3 separate regions of the Hordeum vulgare genome follow, and all the other regions are linked to region 1. The links are chromatin contacts, called in public Hi-C maps. All regions are on one chromosome and are shown on one strand. The core of a region is the stretch at or near the end of the contact, and the rest is flanking DNA. Distances in the headings are between cores, read along the strand shown.

The links. A called contact is a pair of places that touch in the nucleus more often than the background predicts.
Region 2: a Hi-C map of leaf shows a contact between it and region 1, with 3 times the contacts expected there. The contact joins the promoter of LOC123426341 here to the promoter of LOC123426339 in region 1. A contact is called at or near these places in 3 of 6 Hi-C or Micro-C datasets (leaf and seedling).
Region 3: a contact with region 1 is called in a Hi-C map of seedling, with 4 times the contacts expected there. The contact joins the enhancer-like site here to the promoter of LOC123426339 in region 1. A contact is called at or near these places in 1 of 6 Hi-C or Micro-C datasets (seedling) and 1 of 1 datasets of contacts at active chromatin or transcription factors (embryo).

Annotation. Positions count from the first base shown.
Region 1 is chr2H:376,720,344-376,724,723 of MorexV3_pseudomolecules_assembly, reverse strand. LOC123426339 (suppressor of RPS4-RLD 1) reads left to right here and starts at 2,296. Exons shown (of 23, transcript XM_045110149.1): 1 at 2,296-2,492; 2 at 2,609-2,718; 3 at 3,436-4,019; 4 at 4,084-4,128; 5 at 4,215-4,316. The coding sequence starts at 2,377.
Region 2 is chr2H:377,330,373-377,334,752 of MorexV3_pseudomolecules_assembly, reverse strand. LOC123426341 (casein kinase II subunit alpha-2) reads left to right here and starts at 1,896. Exons shown (of 10, transcript XM_045110151.1): 1 at 1,896-2,161; 2 at 3,728-3,857; 3 at 3,931-4,125. The coding sequence starts at 2,076.
Region 3 is chr2H:377,247,807-377,252,186 of MorexV3_pseudomolecules_assembly, reverse strand. No RefSeq gene overlaps it. Among protein-coding and RNA genes, the nearest start is that of LOC123426341, 83 kb to the left of the region's middle. Within about 2 kb of position 2,421, at least 3 of the 3 cell types and tissues checked have open chromatin away from gene starts, as enhancers often do. A contact at or near this core is called in seedling, where this site is marked.

The sequences.
Region 1 (4,380 bases), core at 1,047-3,546:
TCTGCATCTACTACTATTACTCCACACGTCGACCGCTATCCAGCATGCATCTAGTGTATTAAGTCCAAAAGGACAGAGTAACGCCTTAAGCAAGATGACATGATGTAGATGGACAATCTCATATCTACGATAAAAACCCATCTTGTTACCCTTGATGGCAACAACACGATGCGTGCCTTGTTGCCCTTTTTGTCACTTGGAAAGGTCACCACACGGTATGAACCCAAAACCAAGCACTTCTCCCATTGCAAGAATCATAGATCTAGTTGGCCAAACAAAACCCAAGACTCGGAGAGACTTACAAGGATATCAAATCATGCATATAAGAAATCAGCAAAGACTCAAATATAATTCATAGATAATCTGATCACAAATCCACAATTCATCGGATCTCGACAAACACACCGCCAAAGAAGATTACATCGGATAGATCTCCATGAAGATCATGGAGAACTTTGTATTGAAGATCCAAGAGAGAGAAGAAGGCATCTAGCTACTAACTACGGACCCGTAGGTTTGAAGTAGACTACTCATGAGTCATTGGAGAGGCGATGATGTTGATGTGGAAGCCCTCCAACTCCAAAGTCCCCTCCGGCAGGGCACCGGGAAGGGTCTCCAGATGAGATCTCGCGGAAACGGAAGCTTGCGGCGGCGGAAAAGTGTTTTCGTGGATGTCCTGATTTTTTTTCTGGATTTTAGGGAATATATATGCGAAAGAGCTAGGGCAGGGGGGCTCCAGGGAGGCCACAAGCCTGGTAGCCGCCGCCCCCTGGTGGCGGCTACAGGGCTTGTGGGCCCCCTGTGGCTCTCCTGCCTTGGCCCTCAAGTCCCTTGATCTTTTTCCGTTCTGGAAAAATTTATTTCGGGGACCGTTTGGACTCCGTTCCAAAATCAGATCTGAAAAGAGTCAAAAACACAGAAAAAACAGGAACTGGCACTTGGCACTGAATTAATAAGTTAGTCCCGAAAAAGATATAAAAGGTACATAAAACATCCAAAGTTGACAAGATAACAACATGATACAATCAAAAATTATAGATACGTTTGAGACGTATCAGAGTCCTATCGGGATACTTTGCCATAATGCGGAAGTATTGATCTTCGATCCTTTGTCAATATCTCTTGGCGGTTTGAGAAGTACCCGTGCACGCATCAAGAGGCACCGCACTCCATGCTTGGATCAAAGCTTGATCTTCCAAGATCGTGTAGTTCTTCGATCTTTGGCTTTTCCCAGATTTTGATTGCGATTGCTCATACGCTTCCGCTTCGATCTCCGCCAAATCGTCCTCACAACCATGATCACCCACGCCGCCCTCCGTTTCATTGTAGTCGAATGCGGCGAACGGGGCTTGATCAATGTCAACGACATTGATGTCCAACAAGTTCACGAACTCGGAAGTTGGATTGTTTGAACCACCACTATATTGAACGATTAACAAGTCACATGCTATCGCAACAAATGGTGAAAACGAAAGGAAATGGCCATGACCGAAGACGCATACCTTCCGGCCATTTCGTACAACACCTCGCTTGCGGGGGGAGTGGCACTGTTGAACAGCATCACCGGGGCTTCTCTTTCCGGGATGGAGCGATAGGATGAAGGAGGCAGCTTGTTTGTAGCCGGAATCCTCTTCCTCCTGCCGCCCGCGGCCTTGGTGACCTTCTCCGTCACCGACCGAGATCGTGCAGCAGCGTTGGCACCCGGAGCACGAGCCTTCGCAGCGGGGGCTGCCGGATTTCCGCCCTGCACGACCACGTTGCACTGCCGTTTGCGGGCACGCGCGACGCTAGCTTGAGCGACGGCGGGGCCAACATGGCCGGCGGCGAGACCCGCCCGAGCGGAAGGAGCGTGCACGACCTCGACGGTGACGGGGGCAGCAAGGAGGCGTCCATGGCGGCGAGGGACGGCCGCAAAGGATGCACCGGAGCGTGCGGTGGCGAGTCAATGGTGGCGACGGGTGGGGGGAGCGGGAAAGGCCGTGCGAAAATGTCCCTTCCGTCAAATCTCGCTGCGGATAGGGGCTAAGCTCGGGTCGGCCTCCCAGCTCGTGAAACTAGAGGTCGGGGAGAAGTTTTGCCGCGCCCCGCAAAAATATTTACGGGCCGGGACGGGATGCGGGGTCTGATCGGGTAGGTTTTCCCGCCCCGACCCACACTTTGACGGTTATTTTGCGGGCACGGGCGGGATGTGGGGTGTGCTAGAGTTGCTCTAACAACCCTAACAGAAAATCCGAAAAAGAGAGGGGTCCACGCGCTAAAGTCGCGCAGAGCTCAGAGCAAGTGAGGTGGCCCCCCTCAATTCTCAAATCCTCGCCTCCACCTCTCATCCGCTCGTTCCCCCACCCTGACCTCCTCCGGCGACCGATCGCCGCCGCCATGGGCTCCGACCGCGGGGAGCTCGCGCGCCTCTGCAGCGGCCGCAACTGGTCCAAGGCCATACGCCTCCTCGACTCCATCCTCGCCCGCTCCCCCTCCTCCATCCACGACCTCTGGTACACTACTGCTTCCTCCCCTCCCCGATCCGCCCCCACGGGGTCTCTGATCTATCAGTCTAGGGTTATGAGTTTTGACTCGGCGATCCCGAATTTGTCTTTCTCCTCCCTGGCAGCAACCGGGCCTTCTGCTACTTCCAGCTCGAGCTCCACAAGCACGTCGTCAAGGACTGCGACCGCGCGCTGCAGCTCGACCCCGCGCTTCTCCAGGCCTATGTCCTCAAAGGTACGACGGGGCTCTCGCTACCCACCTATGCGTCCTCTCGTTCCTCCCCATATAGTCGTGGATTTGCCTTGCCTGATCTATGCTTGGGGATTAACTGCCACCGCTAGATGTATTTGGGTGTGGATAGCCCATCAGATTTTGTTAGTGCAACCTGAATGCTTAGGACTCACTGTTTCCTACCCCCTCGGTCCCATAATATAATATGTTATTACAACCAATATGTGAGGAGTACGTAATTTCATGATGCCCCATGAACCGAAGAGTAGAGTAGCTTTATGAGCGTGTATCTATCCATCCCATGTCTGTGTTTTGCTGTAAGTCGAAGCTTCTAGTTACGATATCAGGAAAGAAACTGTTGCTCATAGGAACAGGACCTAAATGTATTCCGACACTTGTTGGTAGAGGCGTGGTTGTCATTAATGCACAACTCATTCAAGTATAGAGTAATTACAAAATTAATGTGATGCGAGCCTTGTGCTACATATGCTACTTTCTCTTTCTGCAATTTACTTTCCTTTTTCTCCCCGCGCTTTCCCTCTTTGTACCTCTTCCCTGCCATCGTCGAAGCCTCTCAGTCCGAGGTACACCAATGATCAAAAGAACACCTGAATGAGAAAAAGCTTCCGTAGATATCGTCTCTATTTCTTTTACATATGGATACTGTTGTTTTGAGGCAAATTCACCATTAACTTTTACGTTATTATCATTTTTAATCAGGCAAGGCACTGTGCGCATTGGGAAAAAATGAGGAAGCTTTGGTTGCTTGGGAGCAAGGACATGAGATTGCTGTCCGTGACACAATTGACCTGAAACAGTTGCTGGAATTGGAAGAATTAGTTTCTTCTGTTAAAATTTATGAGACGGTTGAGTGTGAAGACGTTGTGGATGCATCACCATGTGATACCAAGGTTGTTATTTCAGAAGATCGTTTTGTCAACACGTCATTCACTGCAGCTACAACTGATACAAAAACTGTTGTGTGTGAAGAGAACACTGCAAATTCCAAATCTTCATCAAACAGTGATGTACTGTTACCTAACAACAGTAAAGACCATAAAGATTCTATCAGTCCAGCAAAAGACACCACAGCGACACATCAAACTCCCAAGAAACAGCCGAAGCCAGATAAGAAAAACAAAGCAAAAGTTAAAAAAGAAACAAACGGTCAGGCTGAAGATGTGGAGGAGAGAAGAAGTTCCGATGAAACCATACCACTAAATCAAGCACTGTTTGCTACAAAAGTATCAAAATCATCCAAATCAATAAGTTTGGATTTTCGACTTTCGCGAGGCATCGCACAGGTATTTTTACATGGAGATGTGTTATTCACATCTTGACCATTATCACTGAGCTACATCTTTTCAGGTAAACGAAGGGAGGTACGACCAAGCAATATCCATTTTTGATCAGGTTTTGTTCTGGTGTATTATCAGTTTTTCTTGCTTACTCTCTTTAATCAGAAAAGGAACTGACAATCTGCATTTACATTTTTGCAGATACTGCGGGAAACTCCAACTTATCCAGAGGCACTAATTGGGAGAGGTACAGCATATGCATTTCAAAGAGAACTGGACTCTGCTATTTCTGACTTCACCAAGGTAGAACTTATAAATGCAGAATTCCCCCTTTACTTTTGTGTAAAATGACCTTACGACCTTACTC
Region 2 (4,380 bases), core at 647-3,146, 610 kb before region 1:
AGGGGAAGGTGTGCACGCGGGGAAGAACAATGGAGCTTCTAGTGGTGATTTTCGGACATTGAAGCCGTCATAGAGAGAGAACAAAGGCTTGGATGAAATATACAAGATGACACTTCATAAATTTCGTTCATAGGCTATTATAGGTGCTCCAGCACCATATTTTGGGGTCAGGCCCATGAAATTCGAAATACTACATTATAGTTTGTTTTTAGATCCCGTATGTGCGGGGAAACCGAGTTAGGGTCGTTTTCGGACCCCTCCTCCAAGGGGTCACGAAAATCCCTCTATATTCCCCATATATACAACCCTTAGGGCACCGTTTAGACTAGAGTTTTGTTTAGATTGCAAGTTCGCCAGAGCTGCAACTTCGCGTTTTTCGTTTGTAATCTACGACCAGACCAAGACGTCAGAGAACCCCACTTTCATCAATGAAGTTTCCTCTTATATTCGCAATATCCAGATTGCGATTTTAGTTTCTTGCTTGTTCTTCATGTGGGTGCACGAAACAAACCCTCGTGGTCAGGTTGATCGTGCTCCGACGTGGTCAATTATCTCTAGGAGTTGGTTTAGCGATTGTGAAGGCGCGACGTCCTCATAGGCTCGTAGTCGGATTGTCAAAGTATACTCCACCGAAAACGATATCCACCATCTCTTCGAATGACATGGACAAATTCGCCTCTATCACGCGCCTCCCCCTGCAACCATGGCCCAACCGCGCCGTCATCGACACCGTCAACTGCACCGGCCACTCCTGTGCGAGCTCCCGACTCATCTCTGTCGCACAACGCGCTCCCCATCGTGCGGCGCCACACCGAAACTCTTCGTGCGCCGCCCCTCGACGCCCCTCCTCGCACGAAGGAGGCCCGTCGGGGCGCGCCGTCCTTGCCCTCCGCCTTTGACGGCCGGGCGCCGCCACTACCACAGGCATCGACGACGGTGACGACCAGGGGAGCACAAGGAAGGGGGTGTGCGTGGGGCTAGGGTTTTCTCCTTCGGAGCCGCGTGCTCAAGCGGCTCGCGAGGGAGAGGGGAAGGTGGGGGGGGGGGGCGTACATACATTTTCAGGTTGTTCTTTTTTGTTCTCTGTCCATAAAAAAATGGGATCAGATGTCCCAGCGCTGAGAAAATCGCTGGAGGAAGTTCGATCGGTGGAGGGTACGAAGCAACGAGACGACTTATCAACTGTTTCATGAGGAGTAAGATTGGAAAAAAGAGAGAAATGGTAAGAAATGTAGCAGCTCAGATTCCTTTCGCTTACCGCCTGGTTGGGCCCATGATAGCCTCGACCCACCTATATGTTGGGTCCGAGAGCGGCCAAATGCACTGTTTTGATCCTTTCATGAAAGTTAAGCCGGATCTGACCCTGGTGGGTACGGTGGGTAAATTTTTCCGGATCTGACCCTTTTGCTACCGCCAAATCCTTAGACCCTTTGGCGGTAGGGTATGACAACTTACCGTCGAGGACCCTGGCGGTAGGAAAATGATCTACCGTCGAAAGGGCTGGCGGTAGCACGTGTAACCCTACCGCCAAGGGGTACGACGGTAGGCACACACGCGCACTGTTTCCATAACTTGGCGTTCTTTTTACGGTAGGCGTGCAACCCTACCACGAGGGACCTGAGCGGTAGGTTGTTATACCCTACCGCCAAAGGGTCCGACGATAGCAAAAGGGTCAGATCCAATTTTTTTCTCATCAAGGTCAGATCCAGCTTAAGGTTCATAAAATGATTTTCCCATGAGGGTGAGATCCAACTTAAGGTTTATAAAAAGGTCAAAAACGGTGAATTCTGCCTCCGAGAGCGAGCTCCTTCCGCACACTGTCCCATGGACCCACCTGTCAGTTGCACTGACCGCACTTCTCCCACGCCCTCCACCTACATCTCCATTCCTCAAAACTATATCCCCCAAAACATGTTTCTCAGGAAAAACAATCGTAGTTGTTGAAACCCTAACGCCATCTCGCCGCCGGCGATGTCCGCTTGACGGACGCGCCGCCGAGAAAGCACGAAACTCCTCCCAGCCCACGTCTATCCCTGATCCGTCCCCCGCCCGCGGGATTCGGATCGTCTTCAGCCATGTCAAAGGCCAGGGTCTACGCCGACGTTAACGTCGTACGCCCCAAGGAGTACTGGGATTACGAGGCCCTCGCCGTCCAGTGGGGGTGAGTCGAATCCGCCCGTAGCCAACCTCGCCCTAACTCTCAAGTTCTTTTCTTTTCCCCCCTTTCGTTCCCGTGGCGCATCTACGTGTAGTGGATCCTTTTCGTCAGTTCGTTGAGAGACAGTTCAGGGATTACATACAATGGACCTTCGACTTCTCGATGCGTTTTCGGAGATCCTGTGTGCCGTGCGGTTAGAGAGGGCCCGCGTGTTGTAGATTGAGAGAGGAGTTGCCAGATGTGCTTGCTCAGATAATTCCGGCAGTTGCTTGATGTGGTTGCTTCGTTACAATATCCGACTTCAGTAGTCACTAACTCGATGTCACTTTTTTGTGATACTTTTGGTACTTCAGTACGAAATTATGCGTCTATGACGTCCACGCAATTTCTTTGGGAGATTATTCATAGTTTTGTACATCTTAAGTGGACTTCCATTAACTTCCTACAAATTGAGCACCCGAATCCAAATGTCAGATTCTGTCACCCATGTTCATCCACCAGCAATATTCTCCATGTCCAAAATATTTTGCTGAATTGACAAATTGGGAACTTGAACCTGTCTTGGACTACAACAGCAGCACCCAAATCGAGCAAACAGTTCTAATTTATTGTTTTGAACAGTTGCTAGTTCTGTGTTTTCCCCTTCTTGGAAAGTGTGTTGTTCTATTAGTTTCACACTTTGTTTGGTGTTATCGCTATTTTTTCAGATAATATATGGGTTGTATTTTCCGGAAATTATCATATCATACCTATTTAATCTCAAAGTAGCTGTTCCAAGTAAAAAACCACATTTACATTAAGGTCTATATAACTAAGATATTTTACTCCTGTTCTGTTTCTGTTGAATTGATAATTCTGCTCAGCGACATAAGATAAATAAGGTTCCACTGAACTATGTACGCTGTTGGAGTATCTTGTTTTGCAAATTAGTATTTGTGTAATAAACACAGTGATATGCAACTATATTTAAAACTGTAACAAGCTTCGCCTTTCTGTAGCTTCTCATTGGGATCCAGGCATTTTTTTGTCCTCCCTTGAGCTTGACATGGGGTTTTATTGCCCTCTTATTCTTATATATAGATGAAAAAGGATAGAACTCAAGTATTACCTCCGTCCCAAATTACTTGTCTTAGATTTAACACTAAAACGTGTCGGATGTATCTAGACAAATCTAAGATAAGTAATTCGTGACGGAGGGAGTATGAAGCATCAGTTTGTAGAAGTTGGGTAAAAAGTATATGCACTCATTTATTTTGATGTAACAATACCCCAAAAGTGCCATGAGATCTCTTCAAAATAGTTAGGTGTTTTCTCTTCGTTCTCCATCATACAAACAGGAAAAGAAAATCCTGTGCCTGGAACAATCAAACTGATTACTTTTAGCAAGCCAGCTGCGAGTATCCCTGCCCTGACAAGGATAACACACTTAGCATTTTGGTTTGAATGGTGTTGTTATTTGTTTGTTCCGGTCCTTCTGAAAGATATCATGTGATTGTTAAATCACAAAATGTCCTAATGGACCAGTATATCCGGTGATGAGTTCTGACTGGTATGATGTTTTTCAATCAGTGAGCAGGATGACTATGAAGTTGTGCGGAAAGTTGGAAGAGGCAAATACAGTGAAGTCTTTGAGGGCATCAACGTCAACAATAATGAGAAATGTGTTATTAAGATCCTGAAGCCTGTGAAGAAGAAGAAGGTAACTTATCTGTGCCTTAAATGGTCACGGTTTAACTATGATATTTTTTTTCACGTTTCTCATGCTTATGCAGATCAAAAGAGAGATCAAAATACTTCAGAATCTCTGTGGAGGTCCAAATATTGTGAAGCTGCTTGATATTGTCAGAGATCAGCATTCAAAAACACCAAGCTTGATCTTTGAATACATCAATAACACAGATTTCAAAGTGTTATATCCGACATTGACAGATTATGACATTCGCTACTATATCTATGAGTTACTGAAGGTATCAAGGTTTCCCAAGTTTCTGTTGATATAATATTGCCAAGAAAACTGATTGTTAAAATATCTAAAACTTTCTTTGCTCTTCTGATAAAGCCTTGAAGATACATTAAATACTTGCATGTGTAACTGTCTAGTTCGAACATCTGGCTATACTCATTTCCTAGGACCCTTTCTTGTGTTCACGGATGATATTTGTGATAGTAATGCATGAATAATCCCTTGCTAATGCTAACAAGTAACCACACCAGCAAGTGTT
Region 3 (4,380 bases), core at 1,172-3,671, 530 kb before region 1:
ATCGAGGGTGCCGGGGTTGCGGGCGTTGTGGTTGGCACGGAATCGGAGCTTGAGCAGCCCCCAGTCCGCGCCGCCCACAAGAGGGACCCATGCTTCACAGGGCTGGCACGGGAGGGACGTCGTACCCCCCTCTAGAGGTCGAGGACGAGGAGAAGGAAGAAGACCGTGCCGCGAATTTCGGCCGACCACGACGGACACGACGGTTTCTTGCGAGGCAGTCGGCAAGCTCTGCCACCCCGATAAGGGGTCAGGTGGTGCCTGCTCTGTAATCGCAGGGATGAGGAGACCTTGGCGTAGAGGATGGCCAAGAGGAGAGGCCGTGCACCCGCCACCAGGGGTGCGACAAGCATTCCGCCTGAGTAGGCCGCTTTGCCCGAGATGGAGATTGTGGATCCTGACTCCCTGCCCAGTCCTCGAGAAGAGGCCCCTCCTCAGGACCCGATGGAAGGCATAGGTGATGCTGCCGGCGCCTCCTCCTCCATTCTGTTGCCGATGGGGATGGAGCACCCGGAGGTGGCTTGCGAGGGCTCGACCCCTCAAGGGATCTCCCCGACGAGGGACCCTATTACCAAGACCGTCCTGGTCGAGGACTTGTCGACGAGATGGACCTCCGACGAGCAGGTGACGACGACAGACCCCACCGGAGGAGACAAGGTGCCTCCTCAACAGGAGACCATCTGTAAGCTCCCGTGCAGTCGGAATGCTGGTTTTATTTTGACGGCATTGTTTTCTTCCTTCTCTTTTTATCTTCTTTAACTTCTTCCCAGTCCATTTTTTCTTGTCTTTGTCTGAAGATCTGGCACCATCGGAAGACCTCGGCGCTGATGTCGATGTCGAGGGGCTCGCCAAGGAGGCAGCCGAGGAGCCAGTAATATCATGGTGGAGAAGGGCGGCGCGCGCCGCGACCCTAGGGACAACGACAAGCAAGTCCTAGAGGGGCCGACCCTGGATACGGCACCCGACGTTGGAGGATCCCCTCTTTCCTGAGCATCAGGGGAAGGTATGTCCTTCTTGCTTAGAGCCATTAGCGGGAATGTCGTTGGTCCGTCATCGACAATGGAGCCACCTCCAACCGGTTACGTGCGAGTGAGCGACCTGCAATTCGTCAACTTCCCCGGTGACGCCATCCTCAGGGCTTTCTCCGAGGAGGTGGCCGTGGGCGAGGCGATCGACACCCCCGGAAGAGATGTGATAGTCGACTCGTTCGGCGTGAGCGACGAGGCCAAGGAGCATGCCATCTGGTTTCCTTGAGCAAGAGCGTCCGACAGCTGGCAGCACACTATGTCAGCCGTTCGTAGAAGCTCGACCCCGGGAAGCCGTTCTCGTGGCCACCGAAGACAGGTTCCAGGCGCTCCATGCCGAAATGCAAACATGGTTCACCATGAACCGTAAGGAGATCGGCGACCAGCAGGTCGTGCTCAAATAGGCCAAGGTGGAGTTCATCAATCGGCAGGACGAGGATGAGAAAATGTGGAAGGAGGCCGATGAAGACATCGACAACTAGGATGCAGAACTGAAGGCACGCAAGATATCCCTCGACTGCCACGAAGAAGAGCATGCAGCCCGTGAGAAAGACCTTGCTAATAAGCTTGGGGTTGAGCTGGGCAAGCAGGTTCAGGTCTTGGAGCTGGAGCACAAAGCTCCACTCGAGAAGCTGGCCACTGAGTATGCCGACAAGCTCCACGAGGCCGTGAATGCTGTTGAGGCCGTGTAACATTCTGGAATTGACGCTCGAGAAGATTCCCCTTTAATTTCATTGTCACCATTGATTATTTGGTTATCGCATTCATCATCGCATCATGCGCATAATCTGCATAGTATGAGGACTCCATTGCCTTCATTTTCAAAAACTTGCATCCATTATTAGTTGTGGTTCTCTCCGTTTTTGTCGTTGACCATTTCAAGATCAACCACACACGTCCGCGCCCGCGGCATCGTTAAAATATTATTTTTGAAAGTGTGTATAAAACATTCTCGGATTGGGTTGAAACTTGGCGTGCAGTCTTGTTTTAGTGTAGGTAGGCCGCCTGCCAAATATCATCGCAATCGGAGTCCGTTTGATACCAAAACGATTGACCGTAGCGACACCGTCATCGGTTTATTTATCAAAGATTCGGTGTTTTAAAAATCTTGTGCCGGGCCGCACTAACTCCCTCTCATCTCATCCCAAGGCCTTCTACACGGACCAACAACCCCCTAACCTATCCCTACGACCGGGCCGTTCCATCACAACTGAAGGGCTCGAAAACGAAAATAAACTGCCAAACCTAACACCAATTTGTTATAAATAGAACCCTCCCTACCGATTTTAGTCTAAACCCTAATTTCCCTCGATCCCCACGCTCTCCAGCCTTAGCCGCCGCTAGCCTCCTCCCACCTTGAAACAGGCCCAACCGGGCCCAAGGATGACCCGCCCGAGCCCATCCGGGGCCTGAGCCGCCGCCGCCGCGTGCAAAGTCTCCTGTCCAAGCTCTCTCTAGCGCGCCCCCATCCCCTGTCGATGTAGCGGCCGGTACTTGCAGGAGAGCCGCAGTTGCACCGGGGCTCCGTGCCGAAGCACCTCGCTGCTGTCGCCTTCACACCGGCAGCCGGACGGAGCCACGTCAGCCGCCATGCCGACCCTGCTTCGCACCTCGAGCTTTGGCCGTTCGTGAAGCTGCCGCCTCGCCCCGACTAGATCCGCCCGTTCCGGGCCACATCACGTCGCCAGAGTGCCCTCCATCTCCGGATCGTCGCCGTCCGCCGTGCCATCACCGCGCCGCTCGCCGGAGTCGGCGTCGTCCCTGACCACCGCAGCGTGCATCGCCCAATCCCACTCGCCCCTGCGTTGACCCGCATGTGGGCCGCGTGGGCCGGCCAGAGCGAGCCGCCGCCTCACCCCGCGTGGTCCTCACCATGCCCATTCGCCCGCCTCAGCCCAGCTCCGTACGAGGCCGAGCTCCGCCTCCCCCCGAGCCGGCCTCGTCGAGCTGCTCCATGGGCCAAAGCCCACGAGGTGAGCGCCCCTTAGCCCAATCCCCTGCCCGACGCATCAATTACTATACATCGCCCATGCCACTGTTGGCCCTGATCGCAGAGTCGGCCCGATAATGTTTTTTACGTTGTGCGAATTTATCAATTATCAATGACATGTCATAATTTCAGCAAAATGCCATGATTTAAAATGATGATAACTAATTAACCATACATCGGATTAAAATGATTTCAACATGAGTAATGTGTCTAATTTCTCATAGATTAATAATACTACACTTTCATGCGTGTTAAAAATATTTAAATGTGTTGTTTGCATTGTTTTGTGTGATGACATATTAACATGATTTAATTCATAGCAAAATAATCGTGCATCGGATTTAAAAACTTTATACATGAAAGTTGCTTAGAATTTTATGTAGTTTCATAATATCCAGCTTTCAACCATGTTTAAAATGTTTAACATGCTGTTTTAATTTAATTTGCACCAATGCCATGTTTAAACGGTTTGTCTCATAATTAATTAATTGTAGCTCCGATTAAAATGTTCCACATATGTAACTTGGCTAGAAAAATGTGTAGGACAACAAGGTAGTATTTATTTTCCTGTTTAACAACTGTAAAATTGTGTTATAGGCAGAATATTAGTGATTCTTAATTTGCACATGGGGATTTTCTGGAATTGTTGTTCATTGTTTCGGCCTCATTTAAACTTGCATGGGATCTCACGTAGTTTCATAATATATCGTTGCATCTGTGCTTTAACATGTCGTGGCTGTCATTTGCATACATTTTGCATTCATGTCATATCCTCTTATGTTGCCCATATCTTTTAAACCCTAGCTCCATATTAGATGATCTATATATGTAAATCGACTAGAATGACGTATAGAATCACATGGTCCACTTTTTTTTTTGCTGTTTAATAAACATAAAACGTGCTTAGTGCAGATCTAGACCAATTTTAAAATTAGCATGTGGGGTCATTTCGGAAAATGCTATATGTTGTTTCCGACCTCATTTAAAATGCCTAGATAGTGTAGTTTGTTTATGTTTCACCTCTTCCCTGTTTAAACAACATTTAAAGTTGATGAGTTCAATATGCAACTCATTGCATATTGAGCTTCACTTAATGTGTAGTATTCGATTGTTGTGATGTGCCATGAATTGCATAATTAAACCGAACACACATCATATGTGCTTGTGCATCATGTCATGCATATGTTTTGGTGAATATCGTGTGTTGATTCTTGTTTCTGGATCGTTTCTTCTCGCTAGAGTTCCGCAAACGTGCTGGAGTGTGAGGATTCGTTCGACTACGTTGATTCGTCTGCTTCAGGGATTCGTTCTTCTTCCAAGCGGGATCACCGGCAAGATGACCATTTTCCTAGATACCATTACTATCAT